3 separate regions of the Zea mays genome follow, and all the other regions are linked to region 1. Evidence: chromatin contacts called from public Hi-C data. All regions are on one chromosome and are shown on one strand. The core of a region is the stretch at or near the end of the contact, and the rest is flanking DNA. Distances in the headings are between cores, read along the strand shown. Region 1 holds the start of LOC100273531. Region 2 holds the start of LOC100278604. Region 3 holds the start of LOC103643327 (RNA-binding protein 25).

Region 1 (4,223 bases), core at 1,597-4,096:
TAGTTTTCAACATACGTAGTAGTGCTCTCGGATTAAAAACAGCATAAAAGATGAACAATATACTAGCCATATTAACTTGAGGTAATACCATAACTACTAAGATTCCAATTTGCTTAATTACACAACGACAACCTTAAATAAACTGGTAGTTGACAGAAAAGGACAGGGAACACATTTACAGCAGCCCATTAACCAAAAGAACAAACCGATTCCCTGTTTCCCTAAGACCTTACTACACAAAAGCACAGGGAATTCATCCCTGTTATTCAAACACCTAACTCCATGGTTCACTCCCTTCTACCTTAAACATCATTGTCACTATACGAAGGCATCTGATCGGAGTCATATTCAACACCCCAGAAGTTTTGGAAGTGCTCCTCAAAGTCCCAGTCTGGAGTAAAGTCGTCGTCAGAAGGGGGTGGTGACGACAAGGTAGAAGGTTCATAGCTGCTGTCAACAGGGATGTTTACGTTGTTCACGATGTCCAAATGCTCTTGCAACACCAGAGAGTCTTGCTCCAGCATGCAAGCTATCTCCTCCAAAGCTACACGAAGTTTGGTAGCATCAAATGAGGTCAACCCGCGTCCAGGACGGATTGTTTCCCTCGCTACGGAAAATATCTTGTCGGAAATCTCTTGCATCCTTCCAATTGCCTTGTCGGCTATGGAGTCTGCTGAATCCATCTGATGTGGATTTGTTAGGTCGTTAGTATAGCAGACATGGGGACTATCTAAAAAAAATTTCTGTAGTCCCATGTCCTGTGCCTAAGCTGGTAAAAGTAGGGGACAATTACCCAAAAACGTGAACATAATCCCTAAACAGACGAATAATCCGAGTTTTAGGGTTTAGGGTAAAGAACAGAAAGGTAAGTACGTCGATGGTTTTGGATACTCGATATGTAGGTAACTATTCAAACCAAAACAATTGATGAAGAAGTTGACCCCTACCATTGAGATTACTTCTCTTATCCTAACCGTGCACTCATTGTTTAGGTCTAGACAAGATTATGAACTAAAACAAGGCCATCGACCCACGTTCTTGGAACACCTAAACTGCATCAATGCTGACAAATAAGTAAACTCGGAATTGATATTCACGTTACCTTAGCTGCAGTGGAGGTTGGCACCGAAGTCCTACAATCCTAATTGATGGGGTAATCTGTATGACAAATAGGACAAAAAATTCGTTAGTATCTCCATCGAAACTCGATCTGATGTACGCAATACACTTCACATTACGACTTAACCGAAGAGGATCAACCGTAAACACTACGGGGAACGGGGTAGAGGGAAAACACACGGAAAGCGGTGCCGGCTATGGATCCGGATGGAGGCGAGCCTACCTGCTCAGACGACGACGACGTGACGGGGAGAAGGCTTGAGGACGGAGCTGCGACGGCGGCGTTCGTGCGGCTATCCTAGGGAAATACAAACGCTCAAAGGTTGGGACAACCCGACGGGAACGAGACGCGGCGGGGGAGGAGAATACACGGATGGAGAAGATCGAGGAGAGGTCCCGTACCTGAGAAGCCGCCGGTGTGGGGAGGAGAGGGAGCGACGGTGTGGGGAGGAGCGGGAGCGACGGCGGCTGGTTGGGAGCGCGACAACCCTAGCGCCGTATCCCAAGCGTTTCGTAGAAGCCAACTGAAGGCCGCTTCGCAGGGCGCCGTAGGCGGGTCGCTTCTATGCGAAGCGCTGCGACGAAAAGCCGCCTCTGAAGCTGGCCGTTTGGATACAGCTTCAGCTTCTGGCGACCAGAAGCCGCCCAGAAGCTGAAACAAACAGCCGCTATATTGGTTTGTCACGTGTCATATAACTGTTATCATCAAATATGATTGGGGTGTCATTGCCCATGTACTGGTTTGATTTAGTTGCACGGATATTATACTGTTTTGATTTAAGGTTGTTGTAGGCCCAAACACGCCTTGCTATAACCTCTAGCAATCGTCACACTTAGCGTCCTACCGTGCAGGCAACGCCGCAACGGTTGTTTTTTTTGGCGGCGGCACGACCTCGCACGACCATATTTGGCTGTGCCGTGCCCATGGCGCGTCACATGCGCCCGCTGCCGCTGCCCCTGCCCCGCTGCAGCACGAGCCAAGCCACGGCCGGCACAAGTTCACACTCTCCAGACCGTCTCTCCTTTTCCTCGATCTGCAACACAAAAAGCAGGCAGAGCGCCAACCAAAGCATAAAAGCTGTGCTCAGCACAGTAGGAAAAGTTCCCTTGGCTCTGTGTGGGAGAAAACAAATGTTTCTTCATGGTTTATTTAAGTCTTTAATAAATTTTAGTTTAAAAATAAATGGAAATAAAGTCTGGTCTTAATTCTATCTAGTCATTAAATGTGAAGTTTAAAGCTTATTAGGGCATGTACAGTGGAGAGACACCAAAACGGTTCTCTAAGCACAGGAGACAACTAAGAGACTGTATTGTACAATGGAGTGTCTACAAACGTAGTCTATTAATAAATACAGAATTAAATGTATTTGTATAGCATCAGATCGATAGAACAGACGACAAATTCGTACAGTGGGAAGTGAGGCGTCTGTTGCTACTTGGTTTACGAGCCAGATGCGTCTCTTCGCGGAGAGACGGCTCTAAGATTTTTTTGCAAATAACCCCTTAAACACCTTAAGAGCATCCACATTAAACACCACTGTACATGCCCTTAGCACCCTAGTGAAGATACACCCAGAGAGATAAAGTAGAGAGGGAGGGGTTTTGTTTTTTGTTTCACGTCCACCGTTTTTCTTCACAGTTCACACCACAATCTCTTTCCCTCTGGGCTGTCTGGCTGGCCTGTGCCGTCGCCTTTCCGGTGCAAAAGATTTTGTTGGCCTTGGGAAGCGCGGAGCGTGTTTTCCTCCCTCCGTTCCGGTGGGGGGTGGCAACTGGCAACGCAAAAGCCTGACTCCAATCCCATTGCTGCTGGAAAGCACAAAGCAGCGATGGTAAAAGAGGATGAAGGCCATGGCGACAGAGTGGCCGCCGACGCTCCTTTCCGTGTGGTGTAGGGCTGCAGATTCCTTCGCGCTCCTCCTGCTCCCAGCGAGGAAAAGAGAGCACGAACTAAACTAGGAACCATCCCTCCCCGGCATTCATTCCCTTGCCCTTTTTTCACCGAATTGTAGCGGTTGTTGCTTTCCTGTTCAGGTGCCTTGTTCTTGGCCTCCTTCGCACGCAAAGAACCGCCGGTCGTATTGCTCTCCGCACTCACCCACCGCGCTGCTGCTGCTCGACTGCTCGTGGAAGGGTTCTTATTGGCCGCCTGTTCCTGCTTTGCGGTTTCTTGCTCTGCTTTTGAGTGGAGCCGCTGTGGAGTGGACGGTGTGGTGTGGTGTGGGTCGGCGGTGAGGTGAAAGGCTTGGTTTCTTTCTTTCTTGCGAGGGAGGATAAGGGAAAGGGAAGGCGAAGAGGAGGATGGCCGGAGGAGGGGCGGCGCCGCCGCCGAAGCAGGAGGAGCTGCAGCCGCACCCGGTGAAGGACCAGCTTCCCAGCGTGTCCTACTGCATCACAAGCCCACCGCCCTGGCGTACGTCTCTTTCAATATCACTCACCTCACCTGGGATTGGGACCTCTCGATTCCAATGCTGGAGTAGAACTACTCTGTGTACTGACGTTGATGTTTTTCCACATGGTCGCTGTGTTGATACTGATAGTGGTCCTGATTTCTACAGTACTAGGTTATTTTTGACTTGTTTCCTGTCGCCTGACCTTGAACATGCAGCTGAGGCTGTCATCCTTGGATTCCAGCACTACATTGTGATGCTGGGCACATCCGTCATCATACCAAGTGCTCTTGTTCCCCAGATGGGAGGAGGAAACGTGAGTAAACCAATCACCTCTACGTGTTCTGAATCCAAGATTTGATAGCCATCTAGTCTGTGAACTGAATTGTGATGCCAATAAAGCTCAACTATCTATTGCTGTGCACCTCCTTTCTGTCTGCTGCTAGGAGGAGAAGGCCAGGGTGATTCAGACGCTGCTGTTCGTTGCCGGCATCAACACCCTATGCCAGTCATTCTTTGGGACTCGCCTCCCAGCGGTGATGGGTGGATCCTACACCATCGTCGCACCCACCATTTCCATCATCATGGCCGGCCGTTACAGCAACGAAGCAGACCCTCGTGAGGTAGTCGAGTTCTCCGGTAACTTACCTCCATCGTCACGGCCTCTGTTCCAGTTTCTTGGTTACAGTTCACAAGGCGCTGCTCACTCGTGTG
Region 2 (4,161 bases), core at 1,429-3,928, 170 kb after region 1:
TTTTCAACCCTATAACTGCCACTATTGTTTATGCTATCAATAATCCCTTATCTATCATAATACTCTAGTACATTGTCTTTATCATCAACCTATAGACAAACCCGCTAGTGTTAAATTAGTTCTTTTACATACTTCTAGTTGGTACAAAATAAGATGTTTTATTAAAATATAAATAAATCCGATACATAATCAAGAAAATAAATTTAATATTATTTATAAAAAATGATTAAAAATAAATAACTTGAATTAGTTTATAAAGAAACTAATACATTGTTGCTACTCTTCTACTTTTGTTGTTTCTTCTTCTAATTTTAGTTCGTTTTATCAACTTTTTAAGGCCAACTTGTAGGCTTTTTTATGTCTTCGTCCATGACGATGGTAAAGCGATCCAACAATTTGTTGAATTGCTCAAATAATTTAGTTTGAGTGGTCCTTTAGCTAGCCTTATATAACTTTTTTAACATCCCTTTCTTCTTATATGGGGGCTTACTACTATTTGTTGCTAAGCCCTTTCGCTTCCATTGAGACCTTGCCCTATCGTAGCTAATAGGACATGGTGTGTCAACACTTTCTTGTGATACGAAGCGATAATCGTTGTCCATGTTCAAAAGAGATATTTTGCTCCTATCACTGGAGTTATCGTCATCGTGCCTCACGTACCACTAAGACTGATGACAAAGAGCATGTCACATGTGCTCCAGCTTCAAGTTAGTTTCATTAGGCTAGTTATAGAAGCTCTTCTTGGTCGCTTCAAGCAACATAGCATCATTTGTTCCACTTGATCGAATCGTGTACAAGCGGTTGTAGATGTTGTTAAAGAGGGAGATCTTCCAGTTACTCGTTGATCAGCGATCCTTCCGCTGCTTGGGGATATAGTGGAGAGGAGCTTTTATGGTAGAGTTGTAGGTGTTGGCTATTTGGCCTAAAAGGTTGATCCCTTCTTATCGTTGCCATCAAATTGGATCCACCGAGTGCAGCAACCATGTGTGGACCTAAAAACTTATAAACTAAAAAAATATTTGGAGACCTAAAATGTATGCATTTTGAAAAAAAAATTATATGTGTACTTAGCAACCTTTAATCATTCGTCTTCATTCAGTCCCTTCGTCGTTGTAATTGAAGAGCACCAGAGTAAGAAGACTAGTTCGAGGTGGCATCACTTTCACTACATGGAGGCACTGTCATGTCTGTAGGAGGAGCACTAAATATGAGAGGGAACAGAGGAGGAGCACCATACAATCCATATTGAGGACCAACATATGGATATCCATAAGGGTATGGATAAGTGAATGGTGGTGGATGAGGAGCGATGGTAGTATGAGCTTTAGTGGTAGGAGGAAGAGCGTCGATGGCAGGATCATCATTAGGAGGTGGAAGAGCATCCATGAAAGATCAGCAGTGATACAGAGGAGGAGGATATGGGTATGAAAATAGAGGTTGTGGAGTGAGGGAACAGAGACGACCAAAAAATTCTCCCAACTACAATGTACGATAGAAAGGCTATCCAAAGAAGACCTCCCCATACCGGTAGGAGTGTTAGGATGTTGTGGAGATAGATCGTTGATCAAGTGGGTAAAGGTTTCAAAGTTCAAACTCCACCTAGGATTCATATTCAAATAGAGGATGACACACTATAATATCAAGGAAGATGTTGTTTTGAGTTTGATCAAAATTCTAGATAAAATTACAAAAAAATATAACATTGAATAGATATACTATAAATATATTTAATATTTAATAAATAAAGAATTTAAGAATAATTATTATTTAGGATCATGAATATTATTGTTTAGAAAAAATTTAAGATGGACAACATATTTATTTTAGGAAAACGGACATGACACGACGAGAGCAAGGCACCTTTGGAATATAGAAATTTTAGAGAAATCATATATAAATCAGTTAATTTTTATAAAAAAACATGGAAAAAAATCCGGCATCAAATTGCAAAAAAAAATCACTGTCGTACCTAGTGGCAACGGATGAGGTGTGAACACCATACAAACTAACTAACAATAGTCAAAAAAATTCTTAAAAAATTATAGATGTACTTTTTTGCCCACTCTACCACTCTATAAAATTTTAAATTCAAATTCATCAGATATTAAAAGATTCGAAAAAGAGAAAAATTTGAGATAATTTTCACTTTTTATCAAAGGATTTTATTTTTTTATCTTTTAACAAATAATTTGAACTTGAAATTTTACACAATGGTAGAATAGGTAATGAAATACATCTGTGATTTATTTGAGATTTTTTTTTGTAATTTTTGTTAATTGGTTTACAGTATAAAAATTGATTTGCATATCATACGTTGCTTTACCTAATATCAAATATCCACTGAATGCATGACATGTGGTGCGTCCAATGTCCATGTCACGGCCCTGTGAAAAGGACAAAACGGCAAGTCTATCTACTAGCCAGGCCTGTCAGTGCTACACGTCCGGGTGCCATTTTGCAGACCGTCCTAACAAGCCCGCCGAACACGTTGACCCCTTCCACTAATCACCTAGATGCCAACAATTACGTGACGTCCAAATGCGGATTAGTTAATCACTAACCAACGTGCTAATCGCCCGGTCTGTGTCGCGGCTCAGCTCCGTCCTGTCTCCTTCCGCGCACAGCACACCCTGGGGCCGGGGGCCATATAAGCCCCCCCACCGGGCCACCCGGTGCTCCCCGGAGCTGAATTCGGAACCCCAGCGCAAGCGGCGCCGCCAGTTCAGCAAGCAAGCCACATCAGTCCCTACTTGGCTCGTGGCGCTGAGCCACGCGTGCCTGTGCCGATCGATGGGCAACTGCCAGGCGGCGGAGGCGGAGGCCGTGGTGATCCAGCACCCCGGCGGCAAGGTGGAGCGGCTGTACGGGGCGGCCACCGCAGCGGAGGTCATGCGCGGCAACCCCGGGCACTACGTGGCGCTCGTGGTGCTCCGCGTCTCGGCGGGCGGCGGCAAGCAGGGCGCGGATCCGGACCCCTCCGCGGGCGCGGTGTCCGCCGGCGCCGGCGCCGGCACCAGGATCACCAAGGTGAAGCTCCTGAAGCCCAGGGACGTGCTGCTTCTGGGGCAGGTCTACCGGCTCATCACCTCGCAAGGTGCGTACTCTATACCGCCGGCTCGGCTGGTTCTTGGATTGGATGATCTGTTTCTTGGCTCCGTTTCCTTCCTTCCTTCCTCGATCTCATGGTGGCCGACTGGCCGTGCGCGCAGAGGTGGCGAAGGCGATACAGGCGAGGAGGGAGGACAAGATGCGGCGGTGCGGGGCCGGCGAGGTGGTGGTGGTGGACGACCAGCGGGGTCCGGGACGACACGCCGCCGCGGCGGGCAGCCAAGGGCAGGGGCGGTCCAGCGACGACCAGGAAGTGAAGCGGCCGGAGAAGTCGGACCGGCAGCACCGGACCGGCGGTAGAGCCAGAGGGCGGCACTGGCAGCCGTCGCTGCGGAGCATCTCCGAGGCGGCGAGCTGACGCGACGCGACTGCAATGCAACCTGGACCTCGAGGAGGGGGGGACTAGTATAGAATAGAAGCAGGGGACTGCCTGCTTGGGCTAGGAGTGTAGCTGGGCTGTTTGTGCTGTACATTTGGATTGGGGTACTTGGGTGGGGGAGGGAGATGGCTTGGCATGGTACAGTAGCGATGGATAGAACAGGCTTGCAAGAGGTGAGTTACCGTGACTCAGCTGTATGACAGGTGATTCTATGGAGATCTCGTCTCAGCTGCTGGCTGCTCATGTGATCGATCATCGATGTCAATTTAATCTAAAATGAAAACAAAAATAATAGGTTTGTGAAATCGGATACGTGGGCTTGTGATCTAACTCTGAATTTGATTACAAATTTATTGAACCACGAACAATAGCACTAGATGTCAGTGTTGTCGCTTCACTTGGGCTGCAGTGCAGAGAAGAAGCCGTACCGATCACCAGTAATTTATTGACAAGGATTTAACGAAATGGACAGTCATGCCACTTGTGCATACTCTCTAAAAAACGTAATTATCTACATTTATCTAAGCTTGTGGACAACACTCATTTCGAAGGTCCACTCTTCCGCTGCCTGTGTGTATAGAACTAATATAGAGCTCTCTGTTAGTAGCAGAAGCAGAGGCAAGCGAATCAAAGAACAATGGTAGGATGAAGCTTATAATATCGATGGCAGCAGG
Region 3 (4,027 bases), core at 969-3,468, 160 kb before region 1:
TGAACAACTCTAGCAAGAAGAACACCTCTCCCTTACACCGATTGATCTTATACTCGTTCTAACTATAACCTAGGGTTGAAGTTTGTGTTTAAGTTTGTAAAATTCAGGTTTTGCCTATTCACCTCGTTTAGGCGACTTTCAAACTTAATTATTTACTACCCTCATATTGTGCTAAAGCTAGAGATATATTGCACTAGAACTCTGATCAGGTAAATCAGGATTGCCCAAACTCGAACCCGAATTTTTAGGTACTCACTTATTTCGGGTATACTTTGGGTATCCGAATTACTCGACTCGAAATTTTTGAGTAACCCAAATGCCCCCCTAACGAAACCAATGGGTGGCTGACACCTTATCTCCATAATTAGACATGAGACTGGCTAAATTAGAGCAAGTGCTTTACATGATTAGGAGGGGTTGGCCAAATGAATATAGGCCTTTTCGTACCTGTAAATGGACTATTTTGTGCCTACGTAAACGAGTCATGATCATGCTCGTATGCGGGTTGTGACCTTGACCCTGATGCATCAGGCCGAGTCGATCCGACCTGAAATTATTTTGACACGATCCGTGTTTAGGACATACTTTTTTTTAAATTCGGGTTAGTCCACTAGGCTCAGTCCAAATGTATAGCTCTAGCCTCAGTCAGGCTCAACGATGCATCCAGAGGCCTCTCGAGCCGTGAGACTATCTCCAGTAGTTTACACATGAACATATCTCAATCTCCATATTCAAACTCCACTCTGCAAATAGTATAATCTATAATGCAAAACAATGTTTTGGCTAATTATATGTGTAAACTACTGAGCACGGTCTAAGCAACTGGGTAGGGGCCTTGGCCTCCCCTAACCCTCGTGTAATGCGTTATATATAGAGAGAGATAATATGAATCATGGAATTTTCTTTGGTCAAAATAAATTTCTCTATCAAGGAAAAAATCGTCGTATTTTTTTGAAGCATTAAATCCGTCGGTAATAATAAAATCGATGAATTTTAATCCAAAGTTGTCACCGAAAAAATCATCGTATTTTTTGAAGCATTAAATTGTGTGCGCGACGAATTTGATGCTCATCTAGAGCCAAATATATTAGGATCACTTCTAATTTAATAAAAGCCTTGCTAAATTGTATAAAAGTTCTATGTATCAAATGGTTTACGGATTATTAAGATTAATGATCACTTTCGAGCCTCAATTGCAATCACTAAGAGAGTCTTTTAGCTACAAAATGCATCTTCAAAATTAAATTGGATATTATTTTATGTGAAGTTTCTTATCATCTATATTAATATAGAATTGACAGCTATGATCCGCGCTTATGATATAATCAAAGTTTTTAATTTAGCCGCTCATCGTAGAGATAAATTAATTTAATCTACGGTTGGAGTTAATTAATATACGAGAATTATATGGTGATTTTTTATTAATTTATTATCTATAACATAATAATTAGTATACGCTACAATATTTTTAGCCGATGAATTGCGTGACATCTTCTATGCGTAATTCGGTCTCCCCTCAATGTGTTCACCAGCTAAACTTTGGCATGTTTGAGTCAGTTTTTTTCAGAGACTGTAGATAGAATTTAACTATCTTTTAGATTACGTGCGGACAACGATAAAAAAGTCAATAACTAGGATATAGATAGAAGTGACAGTTTCATACTATTGTAACGACTTGGCCGATTTTATGTTTATGTTGATTTTAGATGGTTTTGACTAAAACGATTCTCGTAGAAACTAGACTGAAAATCTAATGTTTAGGCCCTGTTTGGGAGAGCTTCACTTCAAAAACTTCAGTTTTGGTTTTCCAGTTTCACTATAAAACAGCTCCAGCAAATTGTTAAGGTGAGTTCCAGGAGCGTTTGGTTTGTATATGGACTCCAACTTCTATAGTACAATTGATTTGTGTGGGTTTCCTTGATTACCCTTGATGATTAGTGGGTTGTCGCCAGAGAGAACGGAAATTGTATGTTGCGTAACCAGTGGCATGGTGGGTAATTTTCGTACAGCTTCATGAGGAGATATAAAAACAGTGTTTTTGAAGCACCCTCTAAGGAGCTTCATGAATTTCATGAAACGGGCCTCTAGTTTCGATTTTTTTTAAAACTAAAGCTCGTGGAGCTGGACCTGTTTGGGTTGAAGAAGTTCGAACAAAATTAAAATTCTTGAAGTGAAGCTCTCCCAAACAGGGCCTTAATGGTCTGTAAAATTTGTGGCGGCCAGAAGCTGAAAAAAAAGTTAAAACAAACGGGCCTTCATCACCCAACCGCCACCGGTCTTCATGCCCGAGATCGAAATCGAACCCAAACGGCCAAACCAACCATCGTCTACTCGGCGGCTGGGCTAGCACCCTCCCTACCACCATGGCGGCCGTCGTGCCTCCGCCCGACAACCTGGACCCGCAGCCGGCTACTCCCCCAGCCGCCGCTCCTTCCGCCACGCTCACCCCGCCTCCCGCCGCCACCTCCACCCCACCAACCCCCTTGACGCCGGGCCCCGCGGCGCCTAGCCCAAACCCTAACCTACCCCCTGCCCCTGCCCCTGCCCCTGCCCCCGCCCCCGCTTCCACGCCTCCGGCGGCAGTCGCGCCACCGATGCCCCCAGCTCCGATCTCCTTCGCTGCTACCTTCCGTCCACTCGGTGCCCCAGCGCCACCGCCGCCGTACCAGGTCCCGCAGTACGTCGCGGTGCCGGCGAACCCGGGCTACCCGATGCAGCCGCCGGGCGTCCCCGTCGTTATGCCTCCGGGCGCCGTGCGGCTGCCGGCCATGTACGGGCCGCCCCAGCCGGGAGTATACATGCCGCAGCAGGGCGCTGCGATCCCCCATCCCGGTGGGTCCCTGATCTCCAACTCTGTTAACCTATGCGACACCGCGACTTGGTATTAGTTAGTTGATGATGTTGAATTTATGCTTCACCCACTATTTTGTATCTGGTGTTATTTCTCAAGTTTGAACCTTCAAGGTGTACCATGAGCTGTGATGTTGACTGTTGAGGATCTCTTTGTGGGTTTAGGAGAATTGAGAGGATTTGTACCATGGACCTTGGCAGTGTGTTGGTTAGCATTTAGAGGTGTGGTGCTAGTGCTTTAGAGTTAGAGAAACTGGGCTCCGCTCGCCTGATAACGATGACCGGATATTTCTCTGCTACAGCGGTGGTCGTGCCAGCCATTACTCCCCACAACAAGAGGTGCCGGCTCATGTTTGATTCTGCAGCTCTAGATCGTTTGCTCCCTCACTGAGTGTGGTATGCTGAATGTTTGAATTTGAACTGGTTTTGTTTACATTGTCTAATTGATTTACATGCTTTAGCTCGTGGCTTAATTAGGCTCAGTTTCTTTATGTACTTAGATGCTTCAGCTCTGGGTTGTTCCAAAAACTTGCTAAGGTATCATGATTTTCTGCCGTTTAAATTTCATATGCCGGCTATATCTTTTTTTTTCTGGTTTCATATAAACTTCTTTGTTGATAAGAAGTGTAGAGTAGTGACATATTTGCCTGAGCTCTTATTACCTGAGTAGTGCATTGCAATGGTGTGAGCTATACCAAGTTTCTCAAATAACCAATGCAAGTGTGTTATCCTGTCCATGAGGTTGAGAGGTAAGGCCAGCTTTGCTTAGCTCCCTTTTCATTTGAGCAAGATATTGCTTCTGTCAATGTTCACTCTGGTATTTGTTTATGGCTTTTGGTATCTTCTGCTTACACATGGCCACATTCTCTGATTCTATATGTGTTATGAGGTTTCATTTGTTCACTATATGATTTACTTGTAGGTATACTTACTGATGTGGTTGCATAGGTGTCATTTGTCTCTCTCTGCAGGAATGTCTCGTTATCCTGCACCGTATCCTATGATTCGTCCTGGTTTTGTTCCACGTCCAATGCCGCCGCCTGGTGTTGTGCCAATTCAACGACCAACAATAATTTCTGGGATCCGGGCTATTCCTCCTTTGGTAGCCCCAACTGCCCGGCCACCTGCTCCAGCTGTTAAGCTGGCAGATAAACCGCCAACCGCAGTTTATGTTGGG

What was found. A called contact is a pair of places that touch in the nucleus more often than the background predicts.
Region 2: a contact with region 1 is called in a Hi-C map of ear, with 2.3 times the contacts expected there. The contact joins the promoter of LOC100278604 here to the promoter of LOC100273531 in region 1. A contact is called at or near these places in 3 of 25 Hi-C or Micro-C datasets (ear, leaf and tassel).
Region 3: a contact with region 1 is called in a Hi-C map of endosperm, with 2.7 times the contacts expected there. The contact joins the promoter of LOC103643327 here to the promoter of LOC100273531 in region 1. A contact is called at or near these places in 5 of 25 Hi-C or Micro-C datasets (bundle sheath, ear, endosperm and 2 more).

Annotation. Positions count from the first base shown.
Region 1 is chr1:223,949,449-223,953,671 of Zm-B73-REFERENCE-NAM-5.0, forward strand. LOC100273531 reads left to right here and starts at 2,847. Exons shown (of 14, transcript NM_001147949.1): 1 at 2,847-3,532; 2 at 3,728-3,825; 3 at 3,956-4,132. The coding sequence starts at 3,421.
Region 2 is chr1:224,119,454-224,123,614 of Zm-B73-REFERENCE-NAM-5.0, forward strand. LOC100278604 reads left to right here and starts at 2,679. Exons shown (of 2, transcript NM_001372457.1): 1 at 2,679-3,094; 2 at 3,210-3,797. The coding sequence starts at 2,791. The coding sequence ends at 3,466.
Region 3 is chr1:223,787,932-223,791,958 of Zm-B73-REFERENCE-NAM-5.0, forward strand. LOC103643327 (RNA-binding protein 25) reads left to right here and starts at 2,219. Exons shown (of 7, transcript XM_008666479.4): 1 at 2,219-2,832; 2 at 3,822-4,027. The coding sequence starts at 2,364.